Linked DNA regions of Mus musculus: region 2 is linked to region 1. Evidence: chromatin contacts called from public HiCAR-type data. All regions are on one chromosome and are shown on one strand. Each heading gives the region's core, a stretch centred on a gene start, on an enhancer-like site or on the middle of the called end of the contact. The rest is flanking DNA. Distances are from core to core; before and after follow the strand shown.

Evidence for each region. HiCAR-type assays count read pairs that join an accessible place to other places.
Region 2: a HiCAR-type map of fibro-adipogenic progenitors shows a contact between it and region 1, with 5 times the contacts expected there. The contact joins two enhancer-like sites. A contact is called at or near these places in 1 of 115 datasets of contacts at active chromatin or transcription factors (fibro-adipogenic progenitors) and 1 of 9 other capture datasets (embryonic stem cells).

The regions. Positions count from the first base shown.
Region 1 is chr10:37,025,047-37,030,714 of GRCm38.p6, forward strand. No RefSeq gene overlaps it. Among named protein-coding and RNA genes, the nearest start is that of Hdac2, 53 kb to the left of the region's middle. Within about 2 kb of position 2,140, at least 8 of the 459 cell types and tissues checked have an H3K27ac peak or open chromatin away from gene starts, as enhancers often do. A contact at or near this core is called in fibro-adipogenic progenitors, where this site is marked.
Region 2 is chr10:37,424,028-37,430,125 of GRCm38.p6, forward strand. No RefSeq gene overlaps it. Among named protein-coding and RNA genes, the nearest start is that of Gm31330, 9.9 kb to the right of the region's middle. Within about 2 kb of position 1,369, at least 4 of the 459 cell types and tissues checked have an H3K27ac peak or open chromatin away from gene starts, as enhancers often do. A contact at or near this core is called in fibro-adipogenic progenitors, where this site is marked.

The DNA.
Region 1 (5,668 bases), core at 890-3,389:
GAGTGTGTGTGTATGTGTGTGTGTGCTTGTATATGAGAGAGAGAGAGAGAGACAGACAGACAGACAGACAGACAGAGGAGACAGAGGAGAGAGGAGACAGAGAGAGCCAGAGAGAACGTCAGAAGCTGAGGGTTTTTTTTTTTTTTTTTTTTTTTTTAGTTGAGCAGAAAAGCACTGAGAAATAGGTTTTCTACATCCTGTGCTCATTAATAAGCTTATAGTGTCTGCTTTTCAGGACACAGGCATGGTAACCTATAGTGTTAGCACTTGGAAGGTGAGGCTGATGAGATTATAAATTACATAATCTATAATCTAAAATGTATAAACAGCCAGAATGATGTAGCAAGATTTTCTTTAGATTATTCATGTTAGTACTTTGTGTCTGAGTGTTTTGCCTACCTGTATATATGTTCACCACATGTGTGTTTGGTGCCCATGGAGGTGTGGGCATCAGGTCCCCTGAAACTGGAGTCCAAACAGATGTAAGTAATTATGAGTAAGTGCTGGGAATCAAATTGGATTCTCTGTAAGAACAACAGATGCTCCAGTCCCCTGCTTAAAAAAATATTAATTAAATAAAATCACTTTACTTTAATGAACTAATGAATTTAAAAAATCACACAGCTAGATTAAAATAGCCACTCAAAAACAAAATCAAAAACCCTTGCCCAGTCACAAACTCAGGCATCTACACAATTGGGTTGGCTATTCTGAAGCCAGGAGCTTCACTTGGGATTCTGGACTTTCATCATCTACAACATTTCAATGAACGTGCCCACCATACACATGAAGAAAAAATTGGACAGAGCTGAAACCTCAGTGACAGTAGTTTCGCATTCTCTCCGATTGTCTCTTGACTGAATGTCGCTTCTGCTCATCACCCTGCATTGTTCTTTTCTGGTCTCCTTTCTAAACACTACAACAGAATGCCCATCTTTACACCTGTTTGCATGGATCCATGTGTGCATTGCTGGCTAGATTCTGCACATGAGGGAAAATGTGTGGGTTTTGTTTATTCTGATTTCAGATCTCCTTGCTTAATATTTCCTTTCCAAGTGCATCCATTTTCTGTACTTTTTCTTCATAGCAGAATCATATTCCTTTTTGGATATGTACTACATATTCATTTCTCAGTCGCCTGTTGAAAGCCCTCTCCTGAAAGGCGGGATGGGTTCTGGACTAAGGCTGGTCAGTAGGCCTTGCTCCCCATCATCTCATGTATTTCTCTTTCTATTCCACTCATTTTTCAGTGATCTACATTCTTAAGAATGATCTACATTCTTAATTCATTCTATTGATGAAGATGATGGTGTTATCTTGTACATACCAAAACTTTGTGGCTTTAAAAGACAACACTCGATTTATCATTATCTCTCATAGCTCTGGATGTTGACTGGGTCTGATTCTGGGTTCCCTAAGTATTTGCAGCCTTAAACAGCCAGAATTTGGAGTTCTATTGGAAACTTCCCCAGGGCATCAGTACTGGTCTCCAGTCAGCATTGGGCTACTGGCTAGTACATCTGTGTATGACCTCTCTCTATTGTCTGACTTCATCATACCTTGGCTCATCCTAGCAGAGAGACCTAGGAGGAACCTGTAGTCTTTGCCAATACATCTTAAGCCTTACAACTTTTACTCCCCTGTGTGCTGACAGAAGAAATGAGTCACAAAAGTCTGACAGAATTTAAGGGTGGATATGCAGATTCCAATTTCTTATTTTAATGAGTGGCAGAATTCTGAGCCTATATTGGAAAAACACTGTAGAGTGTGGATACTGTGAAAACAGATTTCTAAGTCTTCACTTGTGCTGGTTTTATTTTCTTCATGACATTGCTCAGTTTTAAACATCACCTCCTTTTTCTACTAGTGGAATATCAGATTACCTACCCTGGAATTCGTTCCATAAGGACAAAGCTTTGTTCCCCTCTCTGCTGAAGATGAATCTCCGGAATCTAGACCAGAGCTAAGAACACATGGCCTCAGTTACTATCTGTGGAACACAACAAGCCAGATGTGCAAATCTGAATAATAATTCTGTCTTACTTCTGTGACTAAAGCAGAAGTCATCTGATACTCTGCTCTCATAGAGCATCATTCAATGTGAGCTCATCTGATGTCTCTTCATAGTTCAAGACATAGTCAGCTGTGTCTTTCACAGGAGTATTCCAAGGAGTTGTACCGGTTTCCAGGACACCAGCTCGTAGATGGTCTTATTTGTCTCAGTCTGGATGTGTTCTATTAGATAGCTTGTTAGTGGTGGTGGGAGCAGGCTTCTTTGCTGTGAAGCTATTCTTCTTTATGTGTCTTATGACGAATATGCATCCTATTCCTAGATACCCAGTTCCTCATCGAGCTTTGTACTCTGTATTAGCATAGACTCATAAGTTTCCATTTTATCTACTACTGTCATTATTCTAACGTTTAAACTATACCACACTTGGTCAATAAGAGCTTCATTGATTTCTGTATGCGTTTTTTTATAACTGACCATGCTTCAAGCACTTTCTTACAGTGTATATCCCAAGAGAATGAATTTTTTTCTTTCCTTGACCCAGAGCCAGCTATAACTTAGGAGAACTTCCATTCCTGTTTGTTGAGTACAATATTGAAAATTTGCAGTTGACAAGTTAGTCAGAGCAAAGTCTGATGTTTGGTGTTAATTAATGATTTTTAGTTTAGTCTAGGTTTTGAATCTTAAACCAATGTAAAGATTCAATGTAGTCAAAGCAACTTTGTCTCCAAATACTTGTGGCTTCAAAAGGCCCAAGTAGATTTTTTTTTTTCTGGCAGGAAAAGCATTGGTAGATAAGAATTTGAACCACTTTAAAGATCAAGATTGTGATGGTGACAGTCTACTCGTGTATATGGTTCCCCTAAATGCTAAAGACGCATCTAGAAAACACACAACTAAGGACATGCCCTTCTCGTTCCTCTCTTCAGTCACAAGTGTGAAGCTGGTCAATGATTCCCATTGCTATGCGCCCTTTGAAAGGAAAGAAAGGGGCAAATAGATGCATGGAATTGGCAATTTTATAAATCTTTTAAGGCATGATTTTTAAATATTGTCATCTACATACTATAAGTTTTAAGATGCCCACTTTAGTCCTTAAATAACAATCTAAACATACACTCTCAATAAAAATTAAAGAAATTATACTTTATTAATTCAGCAAAATACTAACTCTTCCATAATTATGATGTAGGTCTGGTATTCTTGACACAGATTTTATATATACATATATATATATAATGGTAAAGTAGGTTATATAACAAGTACATAATGTAACATATATTGATATATTTCAGGTCCAGAAGAAACTCCATTGAGATTTATAAACTGATGACATGACCACTCCATGGTATGGTTAAGAGGATGGATTTTCTTGTAGATAGGAGAGAAAGAACAGCCAGAGGCATCTGAAAGATTCTGGACGAGAAAGAGAAAGTAGTAGATTGAATATAGTCAGCAGACTGGACCTGGCTATGAAAGAAGCAAGGGGAGAGAGAGAGAGAGAGAGAGAGAGAGAGAGAGAGAGAGAGCAGAGTTATAAGAAGAATGAGTAGCTGGGGCGGGGGGGGGGGTGTCTGTGAGCTGGAGGGAGTTTAGGGTAGGGGAGGAAGTGAGAAGAGCCAGGATGCAAGGATGGAGTATGAAATGAGTAACAGGTACTTGTGATACTGAAGGAGACTGGAGGACAGAACGTATTGGTATGTTAATAGGCAACACAGATACCCACTTGTCCCTTCAGCCTTTGGGAATTTGGAGAAATAGTTTCCTTTGGACTTGACATTCCAGCCTTTTGTTGATGATGAGGGTGATGTAATCCCTTCTGTAACTGCTCCTCAGCTGAAATAAGAGCATCATTGTCAGGGCCCAGGATGGTTGAAATGCTGGTCAAAGGCTGCGAGGGGGAGAGGATCTAGGTAATGTTAGGGAACAGCTGGTTTTCTGACCAAACCTAAAGAGACAGAGAGCAATCACATTGGCCTGACTGGTTTACATCAGCTTTTATCAAGTCAAGGGCTCTCTGGTTCCACAAGACAACCTGGGCTTGACATGATGTTTTGGTTCAGTTGTCACGTCACAGTTGATTCCTGGATAGTGAATATCAACTGACTCAAAATCTGCTGAGACAGGTAGAGACTGGGGACAGAAGGCAAAGTAAAGGAGCTTAGGAAAAAGTCTTTATCTTGGGTGTCCACTTGAAACTTCCAAGCCTGGTAGCTGGGACAGGCAGGAGACACAGAAAGCTTAAGCTGGGGAATGACAGGAGGACTTGTCTGGAGGCTATTTGGCCCGTGACAGGTCACAACTCCCTGAAGGTTGCACGAAGTTTATGAACACCTTAAAGTTGAGAAGACATAAAACGTTTAGATATGTTAGCATGACCACTATCTGCCGTCTGCACTGAAATTCACATTGTAGTAGAAGCAGTTAACAAGTATTTGTAAACAGCTGGAGTAAACCCACACCTTAAGCCACAACAAAAGTGTAGGGACCCAAAAGGATCCTTCTGTGTTAAAGCATGAACAGTTTCCTCTCTCCAGAGTCCAGATATATCTATCTGTGTGTCTATATGTCTGATCCATGTTTATCTTTCTATAATCAAAGAAAATCAATTAAAAATTCTGAGCCTGTGACTATGCTAAGGCTAGATTAACAGATTATCAGAATGGCATTGGTTAGTGTGTTAAAAGTATGAACTTTTGAAGTCTTAACATATTAATAGCATAGCAGTAGGGAAAGAAATCTGAAATGTTTCTCAGGTTTTACATACCTTAAATCACATTCTTACACCCTCACAACTTGAGTAAACTATCCAATCATTTACCATGAGACATAGGTGGCTGATTACTGAGAGAAGTCATTGAAAAGCAAGTTCTCTTAAACAAAGCAGTAGTAAAAATAGTAATAGCAGCAGAGCTTGACTTTGCTTTTCACATGGAACCCTGTTTTATGAGTTTATTGGGCTTCATTGTGAAGCCTGTCAGCAAGGAAAAGCAGTCTGTGAGGCTGCCTTTCTCAGAAAAAGAACTAGCAGCTCTCGGAAAAACAAGGTTTGATCCTACTTATGAAGTGGCAAATGCAGCCTTGTGAGAAGGTGTTATTTGCCTTCTACTGCTAAACTGTAAAGGGTATAGCTTGCTAGCAATACCACTGGAGATACACGAAGAATAATCTGAGCAGAAAGTATATTCTAAATGGCCTCTGTATCAGTGAAAATGGCAGAGACTTACCCATTACGTGGATGAAGATTACCATGGTGATCTCATTTGTTTCATTGGGGGGTAGAGGATTCAGGGAAACATTAGTCTTCGACTCTGTGGTGGTTTGGATAGGTATGCCCCTCATAGACTCATGTGTTTGAATACTTGGCCCATATGGAGTGGCATTATTAGAAGGTGTGGCCTTGTTGGAGAAATGTGTCACTGTGGGAGTGGGCTTTGAGGTGTCATATGTTCAAGTTATGCCCAGTGTGACATGTGGTCCTCTTTTGCTGCTTGTTGATTGTTATGTAGAACTCTCAGCTCCTTCTCCAGCACCATGTCTGTGTGAACACTGTCGTGCATCCTGCCATGATAATGGACTATACCTTTGAAACTGTAAGCCAGCCCTGGTAAATGTCTTCCTTTATAAGAGTTACTTTAGACATGGTATCTTTTCATG
Region 2 (6,098 bases), core at 119-2,618, 400 kb after region 1:
CTATAAGAGATTTAACGTATGTATATTTGGCAGTTTGAATGGGAATGGCCCCATGGGCTCATATATTTGAATGGTCCCATGGGCTCAGTTCCTAGTTGGTGGAACTGTTTTGGGTAGGATTAGGAGGTATGGCTTTATTGGAGGAGGTGTGCCCCTGGGAGTGGGCTTTGAGCCTGAAGGCCCATCCAGGCCTAGTCTTGTTCTTTCTACTCCAACTTGTGCATAGGTTGTAAGCTCTCAGCTACTGCTCCAGTGCCATCCCTGCTCCCCGCTCCAGCTCTGATGGCTGTGGATTTACTCTCCGAAACTGTAAGCAAACCCCAATAAATGCTTTCTCCTATAAGTTGCCTTGGTCATGGTATCTTTTCACATAAATAAAACAGTAACTAAGGTAAAAGTGCTTGTGAAAACATCATCACAATAAAATAGTGGGGACATCTATGTATCCTCTCATGCCTTTCCCTAGTCTTTTCTTTTCATGCTTGCCTGACAGATTAGGCAGCCGCCCATCTGTTTTTGCTCTCTTTCCTTTCTAGTGGGGGAAGTGCTGGAGGTGAACTTTGGGGACTCACACATGCTAACAAGCACTCTACCACTGAGCTACACTCCCTGGTTCACATCTATTTGCTGTTCAGCTACTGTAGATCAGCCTGCTTTTTTCTGGATCTATAAACACAACTCACACAGTTCCCGTTCTATACAGTTTAGATCCTTAAAACAGAATGAGATTTTGTGTGCCAACCTCTCAAAAAGGATTTCTCAGCAATGTTGTAGTCTATTAAAAAACATGCATTGTAGGAATGCATTTGTTCTATTAAAAAACTGCAATGTAGGATTGCATTTGTTGGTGGGCACCAGAATCATGTCTATAACAAATAAAGGCATAGTAAGCTTTCATGTGAAGATTTTTGTTTAGGATGCTTTTACTCTTCTTTGGTAAATGTATAGAAGTGGAATGGGTGGATCATATATGAAACCATGCTTAGGAATCTGATAAAACATTTTGTAAAGTAGCTGTATCCTTTTACCTTCTCATCAATATTGAATAAGAATCTCAGTTCCTTTGTACCCTTGGCAACAGTTGGTAGGCTCAGTTGTGTGTGTGTAGGTGCTTGCCTGAGCATATTTGCAAAGAACAGAGGGGGATATCAGATACTCTCTCTAGCCTTTACTTTTCTTTGCAGTTCCTCTGACAAAATACCCAGAAAAAAGGAATAGAGTGACAAAAACTGTTTATCGTAGTTCTCAGTTCCAGGTTACAGTCCATTAAAGTAGAGAGGTCACAGTAACGGCAGCTTGAGGGAGCAGCTCACATCATAGCCAGAATCGGGAACAGAGTCATGGAGGCTTGTATATGAGCTCATCTCACTTTCTCCTCTTTAATACAGTTCAAAACCAAAACCCAGAGACTCGTGCTGCTCATCATTGGGCTGACTCTTCTCAGATGAGTTAATCATGTTGAGGCAATCCCCACATGTGTGACCCTAATCTAGAAAAATTCCACAGTCAGTTTTCTTACCAAGTGAGTCTACATTGATTCAAATTGACAATTAAAACTAGCCACCACACAACATTCATCAGTGAATCTCTCTATGCTGTGGTGGTTGATTGGCAGATAAACCCAAGCTGTATGACCCATCATTCCCCTAGTAGCACAAGGGGTATAGACACATAAGGTCAGGATGGATTGTATTTGGTTTTTTTCTTTTGTTTTTGGTTTTTTTTTTTTTTTTTTTTTTTTTTTTGTGTTGTTTTGTTTTTTGAGATAGGGTCTCACACTATAGTCATGGAAGGCCTCGAACTCACTGTATAGACCAAGCTGGCCTCAAATACACTGAAATCTCCTTTTCTCTGTGTTCCAAGTGGCTGGGATGAAAGGTATGTGCTGCCATACCTGAAGGCCTAGATTTTTAAATGGGCACTGGACATCTAAAATCTGATGCTCAAATTTTCATCAAGTTCTCTAAACCATGGAGCCATTTTGCCATCCTCAGGGGGAATCTTTATAATGTTTGTCTTTTCTTTGAAAAATACGTATTTTCATTTATATGTGTGGATGTCCATCTGTGTATGAAGTACATTTGTGTTGCAGGGTTGGTCTTCACCTTCCATATCATTTGAGGTAGGGCCTCTCTTCCTGTTTGACCCTACCCTTTGTACTACAGGATAACTGGCCTGTGAGCTTTTGGAAAGAGTCTTCTGTCTCTGCCTACTGTCATACCATAGGAGTGCTTTCTACACTACAGTCAGATGCTAACACAACCAGTTTTTACCTGCGTTTCAGGGGTGGGAACTCCAGTGGTCAGGCTTGTAGAAGAATTGTATTTTTAGATCCTGGAGTCATCTTGCTGGCCCATATTTGCCATTTCCAGTAAATGCAGAGTAGTATTCCATTGTGGTTTTAATTTGTATTTATCTAATGACTAATTATGTTGAGCAAATTTCTATGTGCTTATTTGTTATTTGTAGAATACTCAACTTAATTTTTAATTGAGTCATTTATTGTAGAGCAGTAAATTTTTTAAAAATTATAATTCTGTATAGATATCTTTTGTCTAATAAGTGCCTTGTAAGTAGTTTCTCTCCCTCTGTAGCTAGTGAGATTTTCTTAATAGAGTCCTAATGAGAATAAATTTTGGTGAAAATACAATTTATCATCATTACTTTTTGTGGCTTTGTTTTTGGAAAACTCAGTCTTTAAACTTTCCCCTATTTTTAAATAGATGCTCTTATGTTTAGACTGATGATCTCTTTTGAACTGTAGGGGAAAGTTATTACCTTTATCTTTTTCCTTATGGGTTTCTAGTTGTCCCAAGATAACTTGAAGAAAAGATGTCATTTTCTTCCACGGATGTATCCTTGCAACTTCATTAAAAAATAATTGATCAAATGCATGTGACTAAATACTTGGATATTACTTGTTATATTATTACATACATAATTGTCTATTTTCATACTAATGCTATGCTTCCTAGATTATATACAATTGGGCTTAAAACTCTACCATCCAGCAACAATCCCATATCTTGAATACCAATTTTCTGAGCTACTTTTCTTTTTAAATATGAGAAAATAACTGACAGAAGCAACATCATAATGAAGGAAGGGTTTATTTTCATTTATGACTTCATTTTCTCTTGGTGAGGAAGTGTTGTAGGGAGACCATGGGGAAGGTCATGGTCAGGGGCAGAGCATGTAGTCTACATCAATGGAAACATGATTACTGCTTCTCAGTGGCTGACCAGAAAATTGGAAGTGGATCTAATCTACAAAGCCTTATCAATGCTCCAAAACTTCTCAGATCAATGATGTCATTTGGAGACCAAAGGTTCAAACACACAAGCCCATGGAGGGCACTTCATGTTCAAGCCACATCAAGTAGTGATTTACACTTCGTTTCAGTAGATTAGGGGTTATCCGAAATTCTTCATTATTATCAAGAATCAAGGTTGTGCCAACACTGTGTTAGTCTTTGCCTATACCACAAGTAGCAAGGGATTGGTCCATCTGTTAATTACAGCTCAATAAAGTCAAGATAAAAGGAACAATTATGCAAAATCCCTGGGAAAAATTAGAAGGATATTAGTATCATTGAAACTGTGACAGAGAAACAAGCCAAGGTTTAAGCTAGCAACTACAAAAAAAGGAAGTGATGCAGTATGTTTGAGGAGATTATAGGACTCAAGTTCATGCTGAAATAAAATGTACGTTAGTAGATGTGAAGGAGTCTAGATAAACAGTAACAAGATTGAGCTTAGACTCAACTGTGAATTGTGTTACTTCAAGATGTGGTCAAGTTCATCTTTGTCAGGGGAGAAATGTGTCTTCAGTTGGACATGAGGGATTTATAGAAATATGGGACTAAGCATTATTAATAACACATACTACAAAGATCAGGGACACTGTATTAGCAGGCAAAATAGGGGAATCATACTTGAGGCTCACTGATCACCTATGAGTGTGTTTCAACCCTCAGTATTAATTAGAATTATTGGAGAAATGCAAAATTTAACCCAATGCTTTTTCTGGTTGTGTACCAGTGCTAATTTGTGTTGTGATACATGTAGTTTTGTGAAGTATTACCATTTGTGGAAGCTAGATGAACAATATGCAGAAAATGTTCATTTCTGTAGCTTGTCTAAAGGTCTAAATTTATTTCAGGATGAAAATCTCTCAATGATTAGAATGTTTGAGCAACTAGATTAGATTTTATGAGGTTAGGGCTTGGAGTTTTATTACATTTTTTGATATAGAGAACTTCTGGTTTTACTTACTCAGATGGCAATGCATGGAAGCACCCAATCTTTTTAAATGAGCAACACATGCTTAGATATTTTCTAAGACTCCAAACACAATGTGTTCATGAAGACAAACAATGGTGTAATCAAATGTGTATTGAGAGTCTTGTAGGACCTAGTATTTTAAGATGTAAAGAAGACAGAAGTTCCATTTCTTCTTCTATTGGGTTTAGAAATCAAAGAAAAAGGATGAGCAAACACAGAAGTTTGCAGCATAGTATTATTTGAGCTACATGAGGAATAAACGGGCCAAGAGGGATGGTGTGAGGCTCATTCTGAGTAGAAATGAGGTTCTGCAGTACCCCAAATATTAGTAGCTGCAGTAAAACATTTTATTCAATCCTTCCTTAGCATATGTGTGAGACAGGTTCCAGAAGTTCGCCTATGGTTGAAGCTCAGGTCTCCTAAAGAAAATGACATAGTTTTTACAGGTAACCTCAACACATCCTTTGACATTGTACACTTTGCAACATCTTAGGTTATCTGTAATAACTAGCAGAATAAGTCTTATGAAAATAGCTGTAATTTACTGTAGTTTAAGAAAGAATTGTAAGAGAACTTCAGTTATACATGGGACTTCCTTCTTTTCCAAGCACATTTAGTCCGCATTTGGGTGAAACTGCTGATGTGGAACCCACAGGTGTGAGAGAACAATTGTGTCCACCTTGTTAATAATAACTTCGGTGTCTTACCTACATGGAGAAAAAGCTTTGATTAGCTAGTTTCTCCACTTAAGCTCCCATGATCAAATGACATGACTTTATCTACTGTAAAAAGGATGGAGATGTCTTTAAATAATGCTAGATCTTCAGCAGTTTAAAGGCTCATTAATGTGCAGTTCATCAAATGAGAATCTTTTTTGGAGATTTGTACAATGGGAGATGTCAGCATCTCTATTGCAGCACAGCTTAGACACAAGTTCATTAGTTGAATTATTCATAGAATTTTTTCAGCCTCTGTGGAACATGTTGAATTCCAAAATCTTCAAAATTTGATTTTTATGCCATTTAGGTGAAAATATTCAAAATATCTTTAGGTAGCACCTTTGATAACTCAAAGTGTTTGCTTTAAACTAAATTAGATACCTTAATCTTGTATATTTCTAAATAAAATACCTTGCATTTTACTCTGGAGTCTTAAAGAATGATGCTATTTCTGAAGGTTCCTTCATTGTGTGAGAATGCATGCGCTGAGTGTGGAGGAATTGCTTTATTAGGGCAAGTGAATCACAGTTTGACATAAGTTCCTGGGTTCTTTGACTTTCTGCAGTAAGATGGGTATGTATCTTTTCCTATGGAGTATGGGCCTATGTCTTAGTTAGGGTTTCTATTCCTGCACAAACATCATGACCAAGAGGCAAGTTGGGGAGGAAAGGGTTTATTCAGCTTATACTTCCATACTGATGTTCATCATCAAAGGAAGTCAGGACTGGAACTCGAACAGGTCAGGGATCAGGAGCTGATGCAGAGGCCATGGAGGAATGTTCTTTATTGGCTTGCTTCCCCTGGCTTGCTCAGCCTACTCTCTTATAGAACCCAAGACTACCAGCCCAGAGATGGTCCCACCCACAAGAAGCCTTTACCCCTTGATCACTAATTGAGAAAATGCCTTACAGTTGGATCTCATGGAGGCATTTCCTCAACTGAAGCTCCTTTTTTTGTGATAACTCCAGCTCTGTCAAGTTGACACAAAACTAGCCAGTACAATTGACCCCTTGTCAACTTGACACACAAACACATCACTAGTAAGCCTCAATCCTTAATTTGTTATTCATCCCCAAGATCTAAACAACTGTAAAAG